Regions from separate parts of the Oryctolagus cuniculus genome. Here region 1 is linked to region 2. A link is a contact called in public Hi-C data. All regions are on one chromosome and are shown on one strand. The core of a region is the stretch at or near the end of the contact, and the rest is flanking DNA. Distances in the headings are between cores, read along the strand shown. Region 1 overlaps OPTC (opticin). Region 2 has its middle 17 kb from the start of BTG2.

Evidence for each region. A called contact is a pair of places that touch in the nucleus more often than the background predicts.
Region 1: a contact with region 2 is called in a Hi-C map of embryonic fibroblasts, with 3 times the contacts expected there. The contact joins two enhancer-like sites. A contact is called at or near these places in 3 of 6 Hi-C or Micro-C datasets (ear pinna, embryonic fibroblasts and an unstated tissue).

What each region holds. Positions count from the first base shown.
Region 1 is chr13:19,182,384-19,188,233 of mOryCun1.1, reverse strand. It overlaps OPTC (opticin), which reads right to left. Exons shown (of 8, transcript XM_051821142.2): 7 at 5,847-5,850; 8 at 4,885-5,148. Among named protein-coding and RNA genes, the nearest start is that of OPTC, 11 kb to the right of the region's middle. Within about 2 kb of position 1,578, at least 1 of the 8 cell types and tissues checked has an H3K27ac peak or open chromatin away from gene starts, as enhancers often do.
Region 2 is chr13:19,049,621-19,055,430 of mOryCun1.1, reverse strand. No RefSeq gene overlaps it. Among named protein-coding and RNA genes, the nearest start is that of BTG2, 17 kb to the right of the region's middle. Within about 2 kb of position 4,415, at least 8 of the 8 cell types and tissues checked have an H3K27ac peak or open chromatin away from gene starts, as enhancers often do.

The DNA.
Region 1 (5,850 bases), core at 329-2,828, 140 kb before region 2:
CACATTCCTTCCAGATCGGTCCTTTCTGGATGATACTATGGGTTACTCTCTTTCTCTGTTTTCCCTGACATCCCTTAGGATGCCCACGTGCCACAATGGAGTGCCTGGGATGGAATGCAGGCTGCACTCCTGACCCCAGCTCCCTGCTAGTGCACACCCTGGGAGGCAGCAGGTGAGGGCCCACATAGCAGGGTCCCTGCCACCCACATGGAAGACCCGGATGGAGCTCCTGGTCCCTGGCTTCACCTGGCCCAGCCCTGGCTCTCGCACAGTGCACCCTGCCCACGCTTTCTCCAGTCAGGAGGGGGTGTGGGCACTTCCGGGCTCTTCGGGACGATGGAGACAGAGAGGCTGGCACTGCACCTGCTGGCCTCTCTAGCTGCAGTGTGCACACATGGTGGGAGGGAGCAGGAGAGAAGCAGGGAGGGCCGGAGTTCGTGGAGAGAGAGGTCCGTGGGGAGCTACCGAGTCCCTCGCAGGCTGGCGGTGCCTCTGTTTACCAACAAGCAGGAAGGAGCCCATTGTCCTCCAGGTTAGAGAAGCGGAAAGAAATCGGGGAACAGAAGCCCAGGAGCCAAGAAACTGGGCTGGAGACAATAGACAGGAAGGGAGGGGTAGTGTGGGAAGGAGAAGTGCAGGTGTGCAGGGCCACCCCTGGGGGACACTCGGAGCGGCAGGGTGGAGAAGGGGCCACTTGCGGTGAGATGTCTGGAGCGGGGCTACCTCCCGCGCCGCCCTGGCACTGTGCGTATGGGGTGTGCACTGAGCAAGGTTCCCGCAGGCGGTGAGAGGCCGGTTGTGGGTCAGCAGGTACCACAGCCCCAGTCCAACCCAGGAGGGCTTTGCAGGCAGCAGCCCCACTGGCATTGCATTCTGCCTCTTCCTTGCTCCATGACCTTGGACAAGGAGCTTCACCGCCCCACGTGCTGCACACTGGGGCCTTCCCCTCTCCGTGGAGCTCCCCCGGGGATCAAGTCAGCTCATGGCCTGGCTCGGCATCTCACTGAGGGAGCTGGCATAGCTCTGTGGCTCAGACCAGGGAGGAGCACCGGCCTGCACTGGGGAAAGGCGGCCTCGGGGCTCCCGCGTGCTTCTGGTAGCTTCCCCACCTGCCCTAACCTCTGCTGGCCTCACCAAGGACTGGCTCCTTCAAAGACGCAGCATGGACACTGGCAGGGTGACTTCACCCCCTGTACCCGGCTGCTGGGGGAGACTCCAGTCCCCCAAGACCATGTTGTCTCCTTCCTGTGCAGGGCACACCCCCCCCACATCCGGGTAATGCGTCCCCTCCCCAGCGTGCAGAGCACGCCCGGCCTGGGCTGGTGTCTTTCAGGATTGTGCAGAGCCAGGGACGGGGGCCACGCCCATGTCTCCAGCCTCTCATTCCCGGGCTCAGTCCCTCGAACCCCAGGTCCTCTGCAAGGGCTACAGCTGGAAACACGTCCACCCTCTCCTCTCTCTCGTCTGTGTCTTGGGCGTGCACCTGATGCCAGGAAGAGGCTTAAAGCTGTTTGCCCTGGGCCTGGGGCATGCGGAGGAGACAGGGTTGGGGGAGGGGAGCAGAGGGAGGAAGAGGAGCAGGTGTCTGTGCTGTGTATGTCTGGGCTTCTTTGGCTGCAGGCCGGGGTGTGGGGAGGGGGATGCCCGGGGCTGTGGGGGAAGGAGCAGGCACCCCCTCCCCACGGAGACCCGTGTCCAGCTGACACAGGAGGGAGGTTGGGAGATGGGGATGGGGAGTCTGCCGGCCAGGCCGAGAGATGACCTTGACAGAGAGGAGAGGCAGGACTGAGCCGGTGTCTGGTGTGGGGGAGGGGGCGGGTGGCTGTGCCACCTCCGTCTGCCTCCCTCAGACGGAGCCCGTGTGGGGGGGGACAGGGACGCGTGTCCTTGAGCCCAGTTTCCCTGCTGAGGACACAGGCCCCGACTCGACTCAGGGCTCCTCCAGGGGAGGCTCCCTCCTTCCAGCCTGGGAAACGCCCTCCCCGCTGCCTGTTCGGCAAGGCCCTTTGGGTGTAGGGGGTGCTGGGGATTCCCCACCTGCCTCGCAGGAACTCCTTGAGGGGGCGAGGTGGGCCAACGCCGCTGGGTCCCAGCCTTCGCCGTCCCCCCCCCCCCCCGGCCTCAGACGCACAGGCAGGCTTGGAGCTTTAAGTGCAGATCCACAGCACAACGGGGAGAGGCTGCTGTCCCAGGAGGGGACTGGCAGGAGGCAGGAAGGAAGCCCCAGCGAGGAAACACCAACCCCCCCCCAGCTCCCTCTGGCCCTGGGCCTCTCCGGGTCCCTCCTGGCGGGGGAGGGGCAGCCTCTGCCTTCCTCTGAGAGCAGGCCAGGGCAGCCTTCCTGGCCAGGACCCATCCGAAGGCCCTGGGGTGCCTGCCGCGGGAGGCGCTCTGCTGCCTATGGGGCTGCCAGCAAGGCCACCGGGAGACCCCAGAGCGTGGAGCAAGGGCCTCCAAAGGCCCGGATGACCGAGGCTGGCACTCGGCTGGCTCTGGGAGGACGCAGGTGTTCCGCCAGGCCGGGGCTGGCACTTGGCTGGCTGCAGAGCTGCGGCCCCCCGGCCCCCTCCCTGCACCCCTCCCTTCCCGTCTCAGGCCTGGCGCTCTGGCATCCAGCCCTGCCCCCCACCTCCTCCTCTCCACGGCCCCCTGCCGTTGTCACTGCTCCCCACCTCCCCGACACCCTGAGAGATGGGAGCCCCAGCCCTGTCGCCCTGTCGTGGCTGAGGCTCCCTCCCTGGGGCCGGGGACAGATGCTCTGTTTACAAATTCTTCAGGGAAGCCTGTGTACTCCTCGGGCTTCCCAAGCCCAAACTGGGGAGTTCGTCAGGAGACTGGCAGAGGCAGCGGCCCTTGGGGGGAACCCTCCCAGGAGCACAGTGGCGGGAAGAAAGGGCCCGGACCTGGGTTTGACTCCTGGCTCTGCCCTCATCAGCACTTGGCCCGCAGTGGGCATCTCCCTGTCTGGGGTTCCTGTCGGGCTGAAATGGGCTGACGGCGGTGAAAACGCTGTCTCAGTGTCGCAAACTCCAGGAGTCCCGGAATTGCTGGTCCCCCTGCCCCACTACGGAGCCGAGGCCAGAGACTTTCTGCACCGGGCGCAGGGCACCCCAGGCGTCCGGCCTGCAGCAGCCTCCGCTCTACGCGCTGCCTGGAGGTGCTTCCCACGGGAGTCCTGCCACCAAGGGCCTCCTGAGCTGGAGCCCTTGCGGCCTTCAGCTTTCGTGGTCATAACCCAGCGAAGCAGGACGTGGGAGGGGGTGAGGGCTGCAAGCAGGAGAGACGGGTGGATGAGAGAGAGGAGAGAGAGAGGAGAGAGGGAGAGGATCCTGCTTCCTGCTCTAACAGACTCCTCGGGAGCCAGCAAGGGCTGCACCGCTGTTCTGAGAGCCGAGCAGCTGCTGCCACCCTTGCCGTCCCCAGGGCCTTGGGTCCCCAGGTGAAAGGGCAGGCACCCTAGCAATGGCCCTGGGCGCCCTCGCTGCTGTCAAGACTCCCCGCTTCATCTGTAGCCTGTGTGTGCAGCGCTGGTCCGAGCCTTCGACGGCTACACAAGCAGGTGGGCGACTTCTCTTCCCTGGTTCTCAACTTCCTCATCTGAAGAACGGGAGCAAACTCCTCTCTCCCTCTGCCTTTTGCACAAGTCAGTCTTGAAAAAGAAGGGGCGATGCTGGGGCACAGTGGGCGAGTGGCTGCTTGTGGCGCCCCCTACTGATGCGCCTGGGAAGGCCTTCGCTGACGGCCCCGATACTTGGGCCCTTGCCATGCACATGAGAGACCCGGATGGAGTTCCTGGCTCCGGCCTTCGGCCTGGTCCAGCCATGGCTGTTGCGGCCATTTGGGGAGTGAGCAGGGTCTGTCTGTCTTCCTCCCTCCCTCCCTCCCTCCCGTCACTCTGCCTTCCGAATCAACCCTTAATCAAAGGCGAAGTTCTGACTTCCCTGCTTGGAAGACTATCACGAGGATCTAATGCGCAGGGGGAGGTTCCAGGCAAAGTACCTGAGTGGGCTCCCCTGCACGCGGGCCACAAAAACACCTGTCCCTCTCGACTCGGGCACCGTTTGAGACCTCAACTGGTTGCCTTGGCAACTCCTTGCTTGGCGCACTCCTACTCCATCTCCGGGTTCCGGGTGAATGTCAGCCTCAGCACCCGCTGTGCTGTGCACCCCTCTCCAGCTCTCGCCACGAGCTGGACCCTGTGGAGACTCGTGTGACTGACAGCTGCTCCTGCACCAGGCTCCAGCCACGAGGAAGAGGAAGGAATCTCTGCTGCACCGCGGCCCCTCGGCACGTGACACCGTGTCTGGCACAGGGCAGGCAGGCACCCCGAGCCCTGGCTGCAGGAGACAGGGAACTCCCTGCCTCCTTACTGCCTTCAATCAACACCCGACGCCAAGCACCCAGCCGTGACCTGCCCCTCGCCCGGGTCTCCCCAGAAGCAGCAGGGGAAGGGGCTGGCACTGTGGCACAGTGGGTTAAGATGCTGCCTGCAGTGCTGGCATCCCATATGGGCGCCGGTTCGAGTCCTGGCTGCTCCACTTCTGACCCAGCTCCCTGCTGATGCACCTGGCAAACAGCAGAGGACGGCCCATGTCCCTGGGCCCCTGCACCCATGTGGGAGACCCAGAAAAAGCTGCAGGCTCCTGGCTTTGGCCCTGGTTGTTGCGGCCACTTGAAGCATGAACCAGTGGATGGAAGATCTCTTTATATATATAACTCTGCTTTTCAAGTAAATAAATAAATTTTTAGAAAAAGAAAAAGGAAACAGGGGAAGTGGGCCCCTCCCCTGTCTGATAATTCAAGGAGTAAGTCGGCTGGGTATCAGTCATCCTTCCTATGCTTCCGGCTCCACCGGCCCAGCCCAGGATCCCAAGAGGCCGCAGGTGAGTAATTGCTATATTTATTTATTTCTCTTTGCACAAGGCTGCCCTCTGGTGGTTGAACAGGCAGGAGCGTGTAGGAAGGTTGGAACCCCGATGGCCAGCGAGTCAGGGAGCCAGGGGGATCAGTCAGCACTGCAGGGGGTCGTCTCCGGGATGATCTGTAGCCGGAATCTCACAGGCAGCCTTGTCCCGGAAGAGCAGAGGTTACAGAAGGCCCCCGCGGGGCGCCAGGGCCAGTTTTAGGAGCTCCTCTTTCTCCCCAGGGCTGTGCTGGAAACCATTTAACCACCAGCTTTCACATCTTAAGCAAGTGGCAGCGTTCACCCATTCCCATGGTGTAAATTCTCCCACCTCGGCCAGTGCCGAACCATCGATGTGATGTCACCCAAGGCGGGAGCTGGGCAGGGACTCTCGGGACAGAGACACCACCCAGGGGCGTGTACCCTCAAGAGCACGGGGCATAGCAGGACCTAGACACACCGCTGGCAGGTGGTGAGTGCTGGCTGTGTCTTTATTACATTTGCTCTCAATATGACATCTTAATTGCCAGGTTATATAACTCAATTTTTCATAATGGCCGTGTTTGACAACTGACTTGGAAATTTCTAGAAAGCTTACTCCTGGTTCCTGTGTGCCTGGCTCCAGCACGCCCGTGTTTCTCCTCCCTGCCCCTCCCCTAGCCTGGGGTCCCTTACTCCTCTTCCTCCTGCTCCTCTTCCTCTTTCCTGGCATTCCCTGGGGAACAGCGAGAGTATTTGGGAACTTGGGGAGCCGGGGGGTTTGAAGGAGACAGGCAAATGTGTGCACGTGTGTGGGAGTGGCGGGGTGGAGGGATTTTTGCAACAGGATGGAGAGGTTGACGAATGCCTAGCCCGAAGACCCTGTGCGGACGCAGGGGCCTGGACTTCCACCGAGCCCTCGGTGGGGGCAGATGGGGGTCAGGGGATCCGCCAGCGCTCTTACCCGG
Region 2 (5,810 bases), core at 3,166-5,665:
GCCGGGAGCTTCTTCTGGGTCTCCCATGTGGGTGCAGGGGCCCAAGGACTGGGGCCATCCTCCACTGCTTTCCCAGGCCACAGCAGAGAGCTGGATCAGAAGTGGAGCAGCCGAGACTCGAACCAGCACCCATATGGGATGGCCTTACCAGCTACGCCACAGCAGCGGCCCCCTTTGATTCCTGGAGCTCCGATCTTTCATTCTGACCACTGTGCGTTGACGTCCGCGTTCCCCCTTGGGAGGACTTTCAGGCTGTGCTGTAGGAACACTCTGTGACCCTCCTCTGACTCCTCTTTTGCACTTGAGGCTCTCCAGGCTCTCTCCAGGGCGCACACACACCAGGGCGTCTCAGCAGGGGGACCCCCTCTGGCCGCCAGCGGCACCACCCCCACCTCCAGGACCCAGTGCTCCCTGGAGGACAGAATCCCCACCAGTCCGGGATCCTGGCGCACACACCCGGAATGCCCAGCTGCCATCCGAGCCACTCGCTTCCACCCGGTGCTGTCGGCCGCAGCACAACGGGGTGTGCAGAGTCCACTCACCCAAGGGTACCAGAGCACCCCACTTCCCCCCATTTCCCAGTGCCACACAGGGCTCAGACTTTAGCACTCTGGTCACCTGATGGATGTGGTCGATCTGAATTGGCACGTTTCATCTTTTGTTTTCGACACGAAAACAGTCATGTTGATCCATTCCCCGTAGAAGGGAACCTGAGACCCTGCTGGCAACCCCCCCCCCGAAAAAAAAAAACACGGAGAGAGCTAACTGTCTGCTGGCCCAGCCCTGGGGATCTGGAGCTGGAATCTGCCCACCGAGTACCCCCACCTCTGCCAATCCCAGACTGGCTCCCTCCTGCGAGGAACAGGTGGGGTATAACAGGGACACAGGCCATTCTTCCCAAACGGGTGAGCACCCTGCGTCTTTCCTAGTTTACTGGGCCTTGGGGGCAGATGCAGAGATTAGAAGGGCTACACAGGCCGGCGCCGCGGCTCACTAGGCTAATCCTCCACCTTGCGGCGCCGGCACACCGGATTCTAGTCCCGGTCGGGGCACCAGATTCTGTCCCGGTTGCCCCTCTTCCAGGCCAGCTCTCTGCTGTGGCCAGGGAGTGCAGTAGAGGATGGCCCAAGTGCTTGGGCCCTGCACCCCATGGGAGACCAGGAGAAGCACCTGGCTCCTGCCATAGGATCAACGCAGTGCACCGGTCGCAGTGCTGCAGCCGCGGCGGCCATTGGAGGGTGAACCAACGGCAAAAGGAAGACCTTTCTCTCTGTTTCTCTCTCACTGTCCACTCTGCCTGTCAAAAAAAAAAAAAAAAAAAAAAAAAAAAGAAGAAGAAGGGCTACACTAGAGGGCTTCTTCCTCTTGGGGAAAGGGGAAAAAAGATGGTTTTCCCCTTCCAGCAGGGGAGTGGCCAGAGCAGCGGCACCCACCGTGTCCCACGCATGGCCCACCCCCGCGCAGCTGCTGCAGCTGCAATGGCTGTGCGGGTGCCTGGCAGCAGTGGGCAGGCACAGGTGAGAAATCACCAGGAGCAGGCCCCTACATGCCCACAGGTGAGAGGCAGCATCACAGGTGAGCAGGATGGAAGGCCCAGAGAACGCGCCGGCCCCTCCTCAGGACACAAGGCAGCAGGCCCGGCTTGGGAACAGCGCCAAAGGTAGAGGCAGAGGTGGTTTGCAAGACCCCCTGCTCTGCCAGTGCCGGAAAGAGACAGGCAGTGGCCAGAGGGTTTGCTGGCCAGGCTGCGGCAGGTGCATCTGTCGGCTGTCACGCCACCACACTTCCCCTTCACTGTACATTGCAATAGGGTAGCTTGGGAAGCCGTCATTCCTTAAAACCCAGCCAGGGTCACACATCAGTGTTTCATGCGTTAGCTGAGCGACCTGGTGAGATCGTAAATTCTTCAAAGGGGGGGACCGTGTCACATGATTGCTGTCAGTACTCCCAGCAACAGCTGGAGCCACAAGGTTTTAATAACACCTGCAGGGTCATGTTCTCTTGGACCCAACGAAAAGAGTTGCCTGAAATGGATTCAATACCCATTAACCCACAGGCAGGCACCTTTGCTTTATCAAAACACATGAATACTTTCAATGCTATGACCTCAGTGGGTTTTCGTTTGTTTGTTTACTGAGAATATCGAGGAAGGAGCCAGTCCTGCGGCGCAGCAGGTTGAAGCCATAGCTCGTGATGCCGGCATCCCATATCGGAGCGCCGGTTCAAGTCCCAGCTGCTCTGCTTCCAATACAACGCCTTGCTAAATGGCCCCTGGGAAGGCAGCAGACAATGGTCCATGTGTCTGGGCCCCTCCTGCCCATATGGGAGACCCAGATGGAGTTTCTGGCTCCTGGCTTCGGTCCGGCCCAGACCTGACTGTTACAGCCATTTGGGACAGGAGACAGAAGATATTCTCTCCTTCCCCTCCTGCCGCCTTTCAAATAAATAAGTAAATCTTTAAAAGATAAGAAAGTATCCATAGGCCAGTGCTGCGGCTCACTTGGCTAATCCTCTGCCTGCGGCGCCGGCACACCGGATTCTAGTCCCGGTTGGGGCACCGGATTCTGTCCCGGTTGCTCCTCTTCCAGTCCAGCTCTCTGCTGTGGCCCGGGAAGGCAGCGGAGGATGGCCCAAGTGCTTGGGCTCTGCACCTGCATGGGAGACCAGGAGGAAGCACCTGGCTCCTGGCTTCAGATCAGTACAGCGCACCGGCCATAGCAGCCATTAGAGGAGTGAACCAATGGAAAAAGGAAGACCTTTCTCTCATATCTCTCTCTCTCTCACTGTCTAACTCTGCCTGTCAAAAAAAAAAAAAGTATCCATGCAGTAAGGAGATGAGTAGGATTCAGCCCACTTAACAGACAGGGTAACTGAGACCTAGCCTTTTTAACTGACTTGCCCCTAGAGACACAGACTCAATACTGAAATCCATGTCTGCAGGCTTCCCCTTGAGGCTCACTCCAAGGCTGAGTGCCCCTGCCCCCCGGCCCCGGAAGTGGCTCAGACACATCAGCAGAGGCCCACACTGACACCCACGGAGCCCCTGGGTGTGTGTGTGTGTGTGTGTGTGTGTGCAGGGTCACCAGGGTTCAGGAGGCTGGAAGGGCCCCGGGCCAGGGGATGCAGAAGGGGGAGTCTCCCGCTGACAAGAAGGGATTGGGAGGTGGGTGGGGAAAGCTACAAGCACACCTAGGTGTCAGCCCAGGCCTATGGCGGGGACAGGCCTGTGGCCCAGCAGGGGTGGACCCCTGTATTCCATCCTGCGGTGCTGTCTTCCAACCCAGTTCTCTTCCAATCACCCGGGAGGCCACAGATGATGACCCAAGCAGGGGGGGCCCTGCCATCCATGTGGGAGATCTGGATGGAGTTCCTGGCTCCCGGCTTTGGCCTGACCCAGTCCTGGCTGTTGTGGGCATTTGGAAGTGAACCAGGGGATGGGAGCGCTCGCTCTCTCTCTCTCTCTCTCCCTCCCTCCCTCCCTCCTTCTCTCCGCCATCCCCTCTCTGCCACGCTACCTTTCAGATAAATAAATACAACTTTTAAAACGTAGGTATTTGGGAAGTCAAGTAGGACACTCCAGGAGCCCACGACAAAGGTTGAACCCTATTAAAATGGGAACGATGCTGAGCCCCAGGGGCTACTGTCCGAAAGCTTTGGAGGGAGGAACTGGAAGAAAAGTCGGAGGAGCCGAGGAATCCTGAGTAGCTGAGATCTCTCCCGGGGGCGAGCTGCACGCAGGGTCAGTCCCAGGGCTTTATCTGCGCTCTGCACTACTTTTCTAGACGGCATCGAAGTCCCTGGAACCAGGGCTCCCCCCAGCCCCTGATGAAGACGCCTTTGTTATTGCTACCTCAAGTGACGTCACCAGAGTGCTAGGAGGCAGGCACTGCTTCATCACTAGGGGTTTTCACAGGAGGGCGCTGGGGCTCAGAGGGGTTAACTGCCCGACGCACCACGGCCTGGGGTCCAGCCCCGGCCACCAGGCTCGCAGGCGGTCACCTCCACTCCGTGCGCGGCAGTCTCTGCTCGGGTGTGCGGGGTCAGGGACGCGGTGAGTCGGGAGCCTGCCTTTTACAGAGGTCGCTGGCTTCGGGCTCTGCCGCACGAAGTCGCAGAGGCGCTAGGGGAAGAAGCGCCCAGGGCGCAGAGACTGGAGAGGGTCCCGGCGGGGGCTGCCGGTTCAGAGCCCGGAGTCCCCAGGCGGCTCCGCCACGGCCGGGTAGCGACCCCGAGGTGCCCAGGCAGCAGGTGGGAGCCCAGCAGCCGCCCCGCCTCGGCCGGCGCCTGCGCCCGCCCCACGGCCCCCGCGCGCCGCTGCTCCCGGAAACCCCCGGGGCACCTCCTGCCCTGCGACACGCTCCCCCTCTTTTTTTAATTCTCCTTCGTCAAAAGCGGCCTTGCCAGGAGGATCTATGATTGGCCCGCTCGGCCCCCAGGACAGCCAATCAGCAGCTTGTTGCCGGGGAGCAGCGCGGCCGCCGTGGCCAGGAGGGCGGAGCGAACTCGCCTGCACTTGCCCGGGCGCCGGGAGGTCGCGGCCGGCTGCTGGCTGGGAGCTGGGCGACGTGGGCGGACGTGTGGGTGCGCCTCGGGGAGGGCGGGAGCCCGACACCTGCCTGCCTTCGCGTCCGCCCGAGCCAGCTCCTCCCCGCGGCCGGGTCGTCTCCCTGGCCGCCACCGTGCGGGGCTGGGTGGCGCTGCCCCCGCTGGACGGTTCGGGAAGTCCAGGCGGAAGCGTGCCCGGCGCCGTGAGCCCCGGCGGGGTCCCCTTGGGCCGGTTCTTGGGGGTGGAAAGAGCACAGCAAGCGGGAGACCCCAGGGATCGGGGGTGGGGGTGGGAGGGGTCGGCGCTGAGCTGGGGGCTCAGCCTGGTGGAGGCGGAAGAGGGAGGCAGCGGGGAACGGGGTCGCCCGAACCGGACCCCGTGGTTCTCGTGGGCGCAGGGCTCGGTTACACAGGGAGGAAGTTGGGTGCGCAAACTTGCCCCGCGCAGAATTCCCCTCTGGCCTGGTCCCCAAACCCGGGGTGTCTGTCGCGGTGTCCTGGGCCGCCTACCTCAGTGCCCAGTAGTGGCAGGAATATTAGTAGTGAGTGACATTTGCTGTTGCCTTCTGGGACTCGGGCACGGGACCCCCTTCACCCTCATGTTAAAGGCGAGACCGCTGAGAGCTGGCAAGGACACAGCTGGTGCAGCCGGATTCGCACCCCGGGTTCTGGCTACCTGGGGACCCCGTTTGCCTGTTCTCCCAGGTGCGGGCCTCCTTTAGCTCTCAGAGGGGCTGGGAGGTTGCCTTCTGAGACAGGGCAGGCCCCTCGACTGCGACCTTGGCCGGGCGGTGGGGGCGGGGCTGCTGGAGACCACCAGATGAACCAGCAAATGTCTGTGACAATACAGGAAAGCGGAGCCAGAGTGCCCCCCCCACCCGCCCCCAGACTTCTACCCGGTCCTTGGGGGGCTGGAGCCAGTCTGGAGCAACCCTGCTTGCCAGCAGACAGGTGAAGGGGCGACCACCCCCTAACCTCACATGCTGGCTATTCAGTTCCAAAATGGATCTGGCTCAGGGCAGACCCCAGTTTGAAGCCGGCAGTGGTGGGCAAGGCGCTCTGGTCTCAGACTGCGAGGGGTGGTCACTGCTCTTTCTCACTTCCTCTTCCTTTCCCCTCCTCTAACCCATCCCGCACCCACACCAGGCCTCCAGCTCCCGGGGCGCACCATCTGCCTGGCCTCCCCTTTCCCCAGAGACCCGGCTCCTTTTATTGAGACCTTTAAATAATTAAATGCCCATGAGCCTCCCCCCCCCTCCCCTGAT